3 separate regions of the Mus musculus genome follow, and regions 2 and 3 are each linked to region 1. Evidence: chromatin contacts called from public HiChIP or PLAC-seq data. All regions are on one chromosome and are shown on one strand. Each heading gives the region's core, a stretch centred on a gene start, on an enhancer-like site or on the middle of the called end of the contact. The rest is flanking DNA. Distances are from core to core; before and after follow the strand shown.

Region 1 (2,647 bases), core at 78-2,577:
CACAAGCCCCAGCCATTTACTGACCAATCGGGATTACTGGGGAGCATCACAGTACGTAGGTGATACAGTGCTCCAAGATCAGATTGCAATTTGGAGAGGGGCACAAAACTCAGCTTCCGAATACACAACACACAAGACAAACCCCAACAATTCCTTCTGAGCATAAGTATAAAAAGGAATTTTTTCAAGTGTTTAGAAAGCAAGTGGATGAATCTGGAAGGATGGTTCCACGGTTAGGAGCGTTTGTTGCTCTCCTAAGGACTTTGGTTCCCAGCACCCATAATAGGCAGCTCACACTGCTTGCAACTCCAGTTCCTGGAGACCCAATGTCCTTTTCATGCCTTCATAGACACTGTGTATACAAATTGTGTGTGTGTGTGTGTATGTGTGTATATATATATGTATATGTATGTATATATAGATACATATACATACATACATACATACATACATACATACAAACATATATGTAAATATCCTGCATTACAGGGCAAAAGTTCACAAAAGTCCCCACTTTTTATAACCAAGCAATTCTAAACTGGGTAGGAACCACTTTCTTCTGACATGAAGGAACCATGAATCCATTGGCCAAAGTTTGGGCCTTACTTGGGCCATTGTCTTCTAATTCCCAGCCCCATGGTACTGGGATATGTCAGTAGCCTAGAGCCCGAGTCCCTGTGAAAGCAAGCATGTTTATTAGCTCCAACGTCTCTCAGCGAAGCATGAAGAGGGCATGTGTCGGCATCTCCTGTCTGCTTCTATTACCTCTGCCACTCATTTTCTTCTTGAATGCATACTGCTCCCCACCCCAGTATCTTGAGGTTCTTGCCTGAGAATACGAGCATCTACTTTCAAAAGAATTCCCTCACGTACCTTCCTCACCAGTTTGTAGGAAGACCAGATCCTGGTCACACAGACAGGATTCGGGTCTTTTCATGGCACTCTTTACCCACCACCTCAGAGTTCTCGCTGCCTTTGACTAGACAATGAAGAACTCAATGGTAAAAAAGGTAACACAGAACCCTCTTCAAAGACGGCCCCAATCCCCTGATCACACAGGCAGCACAAAGCTCAACTTCCCCCACGGACAACCTTATGGTCTCCTTCCAGCTGAATGCACCAGCTTATCGATCCGGCAAAGCTCATCCCAGGCCCTGGGGTGAGTTGGCAGGAGCTCTCTGCCTTGGCAAGCTGTTGCTTACTCATAGCCGGTTGCAATAGTTACACTTTAATCTCATTTAAAAAAAAAATCCCTGTAGCCTAGGGCTGAGGGCAGGAATATCAGGAGGCTGGGAGCAGCGTCCAGGCATGTGACAAAGGGTGGCATCTGGAATGAAAGGCAGGTCCTCAGTTGTCCAGGCCAGCACTGGGGCCAATGAACTTTGTTGTTCTGTTTGGATTGGCTTCAGTTTTTTGTGTTTAGAAAAACCTAAAGTTTCTAGATGGAGCTGGTGTCTGGGTAAGTGAAGATTAACGACCCAAATGTTAAGTTAGGGTCCTCGGATAAAGTTTCCCTGGCTTGGTTAATAAATAAGCCAGTGATTATGCTGCTCTGGCACATTCTATTCCATAGCCCACAAAGAATCTTCCTTATCGCCAGCAGACACAAAGACTAGATTAGTAACTCCAGTCTCTGTCCAACATCATTGTAACTGTGTCTGCTCTACAGAGTGCATAGCAAGGCCACTCTCAGCTCCATCCAGGGTCACCATGGGAATAGCACAGAGACTCAGAGGCATAGGTAGGCTCCTGGAGCCCTGACATATGGACTGGCCCAGGAGGGTCTGGGTGTGTCTGCCACTGTGTCTACCCCATGCCCACTGCCATACATTTCTTTTTTTTTTTTTTAAAGATGTATTTATTTAATGTATATGAGTACACTGTAGCTGTCTTCAGACACACCAGAAGAGGGCATCAGATATCATTACAGATGGTTGTGAGCCACCATGTGGTTACTGGGAATTGAACTCAGGACCTCTGGAAGAGCACGCAGCCAGTGCTCTTAACTGCTGAGCCATCTCTCCAGCCCCACATACATTTCTTCTGTTACCCCACACCGTAAAATCGCTATTTGTGGCATATGTCTGTGACATATGGGAAACTTATAGCTCAGAAACATTAGGTAATAAAAATAAATTGAAGCTGGGCGTGATGGCACACGCCTATAATCCCAGCACTCAGGAGGCAGAGGCAGGCGGATTTCTGAGTTTGAGGCCATTGTAGTCTAAAGAGTGAGTTCCATGACAACCAGGGCCATATAGAAAAATCATGTCTCTAAAACCAAACCAACCAAACAGACAAACAAAAACAAAACAAAACAAAACAAACACTCCCAAAAAACAACCAAAAAAACAAAAAACAAAAAACAAAAAACCAAACTCCCCAAAACAAACAACAAATAAAATAAAATAAAATAAAATAAAATAAAATAAAATAAAATAAACAAGTAAAAGCAAATTGGCAGAAGCAGAGGTCCCAAGTCCCATGGCCTAATGCCAGAGACTGAGTTTGCACAGATCACAAAGGCATTTTCCCACAGAGAGATCAGTGAGTGGCGGGGTTATTTTGTGAAGTTCAATAAGTCAAGGAGAAGGATGGAAAGGGGCCATGGGAAGGGGAGAAGGCAGGACCCTATGGAAGCTGCGAG
Region 2 (2,647 bases), core at 77-2,576, 670 kb before region 1:
AAGGACACTGTAGTTGTCTTCAGACACACCAGAAGAGGGCGTCAGATCTCGTTATGGATGGTTACTGTGGTTGCTGGGATTTGAACTCGGGACCTTTGGAAGAGTAGTCAGTGCTCTTAACCGCTGAGCCACCTCACCAGCCCCAAGTTTAGAATTCTTATTATAGTTATGTATGGCAGACTACATTACTTATTAGTAGAAAGTCCCCACACACAATCACTTAGAATAAAAGCCAAGTCACTCCCATATACAGGAATTTACAATGGTTTAGGAATTAGATCAAGCTGTGGTTTTAAAGTATTGCATTATTCATGAGAAGGTTAGCTAGAACGGAACTCCCTAATTAGAGCCATGACTTGGGCATGAAAGCCCTTGCCCTGGGAGTGTAAAGACCTCACACCTGGCTTCCTAGAATATAGCTGACCTTAGATAGAGCTGACCTTGTCTCAGTTGTTTTATTGCCCAGTTCCTGCCAGTCTTTGTGTTTGCATTCCTGTTTTGTGTGATAGTCATTAAGCATCCAGTAATCTCATTGTACCTTGCCGATGTGTCACCGAACTTCCCTATTTTCTACTGTATAAAAAGTTTGATGCTCAATTTGACATTACATTCAGATCCAACACACTCTCTCGTGTCATGTCTGTTTGTCACCCCATTCTCGCCGACTCTATGTCCACCTGCCGGAACCCCTGACTCCCCACGAATTGAGGGGGGCCGATTGAGCCCGGTCCGTGGAAGGTCTTTAAACTAATTGGTTTACAGCACCTGGTTAAACCATAAGGAGGGAGCGTACATCAAAACCGGAGCACCTTGACCTAGGAAAGACTTAGGTTTTCTTAGCCCACTCTGTTGTTATCAGCTAGCAGCAGCTACTATGTCTATTTTGTTACTTCCAGGGACATTTTGTGATTTTTCTCAGACCTCAAGGGCAGGGGCCATGCCCTTGCCTAAGGGCAAGTTAACTTAGAACGGAGTCTACAGTGCAAATGGACTTTCTTCATAAAAGCCTGTTGCTATACATTTAAAAAAGATCAAGATATTGAAGTATCCGCTAAATATAAACGGCACAGAATCAGAAGAGTTTTTCTGCCTTAGTATTGTGTACAAAGATGTTAGAATAAGAGCTCATCCACCTTCAGCCTTTTCCGGGTGAGTGAGTTCTAATTTTTACTGCTTTCATCTGTTTGCTTTCAGCTCATCTTGGCTATTGTAATGGCCCTTGTCAGAGGCTTTGGTGGGCGCCTCTGAACTGATGTCAGACCGTGGACTGCAAGTCTAGACAGGGAAGAGTAGGAAGCACTAGAGTGCAGGTCATGACCCCACAGATAAAACACTAGATTGGCAGCAGCTGGCCCAGCCAGTCTCCCTGAGGCCGGCTGGGCAGGGGTGGGGGTAGGGGGAGTGGGGGATGGGGGTGATGTGATTGAGAACGGGTCAGGAGCTCCTGGAATCCTGAGCCCAGACACCTGATTTCACTCCCTCAAGTCCCACCCTGCTCTGTGGACTTTCACCCAGTTCTTTCTCCAAATACTTACAATTTAATCCAGAAGATGGAGCCAGAAGACTTCAAGCAGAGCTCATGGGCCTCAGACTCTAAGTAATTATTTACAAGACAAAGTGAGCGGCTGGTGAACTCTACCCAATCGGTTGATTAATGAGAGCTGAGCCACGATTTCTCTTCTACACTAGATATACAAGGCATCTTGTGTTCTGTTTGATTGTCTTGTTTTTGTTTTTCCTCTGGGACAACGGGATCTAAAGAGAAACCCAGGAGGAAGCGCAAAGGACAGAGAGAGAGAGAGAGAGAGAGAGAGAGAGAGAGAGAGAGAGAGAGAGAGAGAAAACAGAGGTAATCACAGAAGTCATGGGGAGAGAGGCCCCGCTGAGCCCTGAAAGATGAGCCTGCTTTAAGATACAGTTAATCAGCTCCAAACTGAATCTCATGGAGCATTTTGTAGGGTGGAAGCCTTGGAAAACAGCATCTTAAACTGTCTCTTACGTGTGTGTTTAGGCAAAACCTCATTGTCTTCTTTCTCATTTTAGTGCTGGGGTCTGAACCCACGGCTTTATGCACCCTAATCATTTGTTCTGCTGCTGGGCTCAACTTGTTGTATAAATAATCAAACTTGAAAGGGAATATTATGTTAGCAAATGTATTAGAGCGATAGTGAGGACAAGATACAGTCCTGGGGAGCAAATTCAGAGGCCTCATGATACTGTACATCGGGCTGGAGAGATGACTCAGCAGTTAAGAGCACTGATTGCTCTTCTGAAGGTCCTGACTTCAAATCCCAGCAACCACATGGTGGCTCACTCTGTAATGAGATCTGACGCCCTCTTCTAGGGTGTCTGAAGACAGCTACAGTGTACTTCCATCTAATAAATAAATAAATCTTTAAATAGAAAAGATACTGTACATCACACAGGCAAGAGTTCAGATTGTGGGGCTGGAGAGGTGGCTCAACGGTTAAGAGCACTGATTGCTCTTCTGAAGGTCCTGAGTTCAAATCCCAGAAACCACGTGGTGGCTCACAACCACCCGTAATGTGATATGATGCCCTCTTCTGGTGCGTCTGAAGTCAGCTACAGTGTACTTGTGTATAATAATAAAATCTTTGGGCTTGGAGCGAGCAGGGCTGACCGGAGT
Region 3 (2,647 bases), core at 62-2,561, 650 kb before region 1:
CCACATGACAACGTACAACCATGTATGTGGTACACAGACATACACATAGTCAAAATATCCAGATTAAATAAAATAAAACAATTAAACATCTTTAAAATTAAAAAATCTTAAACAAAGAAAGCCCAAATGTTTTTATTGTAGTATTTGGTTAGGAAATCTGAGCTCAACCCAAACATTTCATTCGTTAGTCTTATTATAGGTCAAATTTTCTGTCTAATCCTTCATTCAAATATATGTAAGGAGAGAAAGTGAGGCCACAGTGAATAAGGCTGTAGGCCTGAATAATACCCTAAAGAAAATAAGGTTATCGTATATTTTAACACATGTTTTAAAAAGTTTATTGCAAATTAATTGGCATCTATCAAATAAAATTTTAAATGTGGAAATTGTAAAATCATCAGTGTAATTATGTAAATAACTACTGCTGTATTTTAATGTTTTCCTTCTAGAGTTCTTATGTATATACATTTAAATTTTTGTTATTTGCATGTATGTATGTGTGTGCTCACCTGTGCACAGATGTGCACATTACTGCACGAATGAGGACATTATAGGACAACGAGTGGAGGTAGGTGTGTCCTTCTATCATGGGGATTCCAGGGGCTGAACTCATGTCACCAGGCTTGGCAGCAAGCACCCCTACCCACTAAGCCATCTCACCAGCCCCATGTAAATTTTATGTAATTATAATTTTTTTTTTTTTGTAGGAGCTGTTTTGAACTTTCAGTCATTCACCCTTACAGAGACTGGTAGGAATATCTTACCTTGTTGGGATAGAAACTTAGTTCCTTAGAGCTTTGATACCTGTGTCTCGGCTTTCCTTTGTACGTGCTAAATGTAACTCCTGAATTGAAAATAAGTTTTAACATATAGGTTGTGGTTAAAACAACACCAAAGACTAATTTTAAAATTCTAATTTGCTCAGCATAATGTCTAGATTATAAAATTAGACTACAGCTTGCCAGCTGTGTACCCAAGTTGGCACCAGGCACCTTCCTGTTGGGGCCATTGGCTGTAATACCACAGCTAAGTTAACAGTAACTACTTACTTGGCTACTGTTTCTTTGATGACCCATCGCCCTGTTAGTCTCTGTTTAGGTCACAGTTTGTGGTCTGGTACAGCCTTGGTTCTTGTGAATACAACTTAAGTATCGATGTCTTACTACTTTGCTAGTGTAGCTGTTAGGCTCAGAGCCTGGGTCTCCAGCCCTAACAACCCGAGGTCGCCGCCCATCCTCAGCACACCAGTTAACAGACAGCCTGATGTGAAAAGCTGAAAGAGAAGACTTATTCATCGTGGCCACAAAGCATGTGATTGCAGATCTTTGCATTAAGTGGAGAAGCCTCCGGAACAGGAAGAGGGAGGCTCCGAACGCCCATCACTATCTCTGTGCCTTTGTGTCACAAACAAAGGACCCAGTGATTCATAAGGTACTTGGGAAAACCAAGATGGCCTTAGAGTGAATGAAAGCAGGATTCGCTCTGCAGGCAGGTGCTCAAGCAAGCCTAAGGCCCAAGAATCCCAGTTTCCACTCCAAAGGGAAGGGAGGAATTCTCTGAAGGGCTAGCCTTTTCTTTTTAAGTGATTGATTTTGTTTGCTGGAGGGGGTTTGTACAATCCTTTCTGCAGTCCAAATGACAGCCTTACTTGTTTGCTGGGTCCCAGAGTTGACTTCCTTGTGACTCACAGTCACAGGCCTCTTGTCACGTCTCCCTGCCTCACCTGCACTTCTGACGATGGGCAAAGAAGGACTTCCGGAAGGCCCAGGCCTTATTTCTGTGGGGCAACCTCCAACCCTCCATCCAGAGGAATGGGAGGGAAAAGCCAAGTCTGAGCATGCGCGGTTTCCCAGCCTCTTCAGGCAGAGACATTCCTCTGTGGTCTACTTTTCCTTGAGAGCCCTAATCACAGCCTCTTCTCAACCACTTAGGGGACTCATTTCAGCTCCTCCCACACCCACGTCCCCTACTGCTGGAACCAAATCTGTTTTGTTCACCTCTTTGTGAAGCTCACAAGGTGCCTGGGGCCCTGAGGGCACTTTCCCAGTGAGGAGCTGGCCTTATTGCAGCAGGCGTATTGCAACAATGCCGCACACTAAGTGACACGTGTGTCCCACTGATCAAATGGGAAAAAATTACAAACGTTTTATCAGTGATGGTTACTGTCTCTGAGTGGAGAAATACTCTAGTGGGAAATGCTCTCTTTCCCAAGGGCGTGGCTGGCGCATTCTCCCGGCTGCTCCCTCAGCCTGAGGCAGTCCGTGACCTTCCCTCACCTGGGAGTTAATGGGAAGGAGGATTCTACCTTTCCAACTCCTAGCAAAGTTCTCTTTCGGTCACTTTTCATCTGCCCTGAAAACTTCTGTCAACCCTTCCTTTGCCACATTGAGTCAGGCTCATGGGACACACTCGAGGAGGCTGATTGGATGCGTCCGCTGCCACGCTTGAGTAAGAAGGACCCAGAGTGTGTCTACAGCAGAGGGAGGTCAGGTCCCCAGAGTCCCGTTCCCAAGTGAATCTGAAGGACAAGAACAAACTAAGCAGCAAAAGTAGGTGTGTGCCTGGGAGAACCAAGACGACCAGGACACTGACACCAGAGAACCCACATTAGAGTGTTTGCTTAGGGTGGGGCCTTGCTTCCAGGTTA

What was found. HiChIP or PLAC-seq counts read pairs in DNA pulled down with a chosen protein or histone mark.
Region 2: a contact with region 1 is called in a FOXA1 HiChIP or PLAC-seq map of pancreatic cancer cells. The contact joins two enhancer-like sites. A contact is called at or near these places in 3 of 115 datasets of contacts at active chromatin or transcription factors (embryonic stem cells, extraembryonic endoderm stem cells and pancreatic cancer cells).
Region 3: a contact with region 1 is called in an H3K27ac HiChIP or PLAC-seq map of extraembryonic endoderm stem cells, with 6 times the contacts expected there. The contact joins two enhancer-like sites.

Annotation. Positions count from the first base shown.
Region 1 is chr3:122,205,229-122,207,875 of GRCm38.p6, forward strand. The region is part of intron 5 of Gm46822 (a long non-coding RNA gene); the gene reads right to left. Among named protein-coding and RNA genes, the nearest start is that of Gm40137, 4.9 kb to the right of the region's middle. Within about 2 kb of position 1,328, at least 44 of the 459 cell types and tissues checked have an H3K27ac peak or open chromatin away from gene starts, as enhancers often do. A contact at or near this core is called in extraembryonic endoderm stem cells and pancreatic cancer cells, where this site is marked.
Region 2 is chr3:121,538,630-121,541,276 of GRCm38.p6, forward strand. No RefSeq gene overlaps it. Among named protein-coding and RNA genes, the nearest start is that of Gm40135, 5.3 kb to the right of the region's middle. Within about 2 kb of position 1,327, at least 60 of the 459 cell types and tissues checked have an H3K27ac peak or open chromatin away from gene starts, as enhancers often do. A contact at or near this core is called in extraembryonic endoderm stem cells and pancreatic cancer cells, where this site is marked.
Region 3 is chr3:121,557,705-121,560,351 of GRCm38.p6, forward strand. Gm40135 (a long non-coding RNA gene) reads left to right here. Exons shown (of 4, transcript XR_867598.2): 2 at 708-749; 3 at 1,175-1,431. Among named protein-coding and RNA genes, the nearest start is that of Gm40135, 14 kb to the left of the region's middle. Within about 2 kb of position 1,312, at least 44 of the 459 cell types and tissues checked have an H3K27ac peak or open chromatin away from gene starts, as enhancers often do. A contact at or near this core is called in extraembryonic endoderm stem cells, where this site is marked.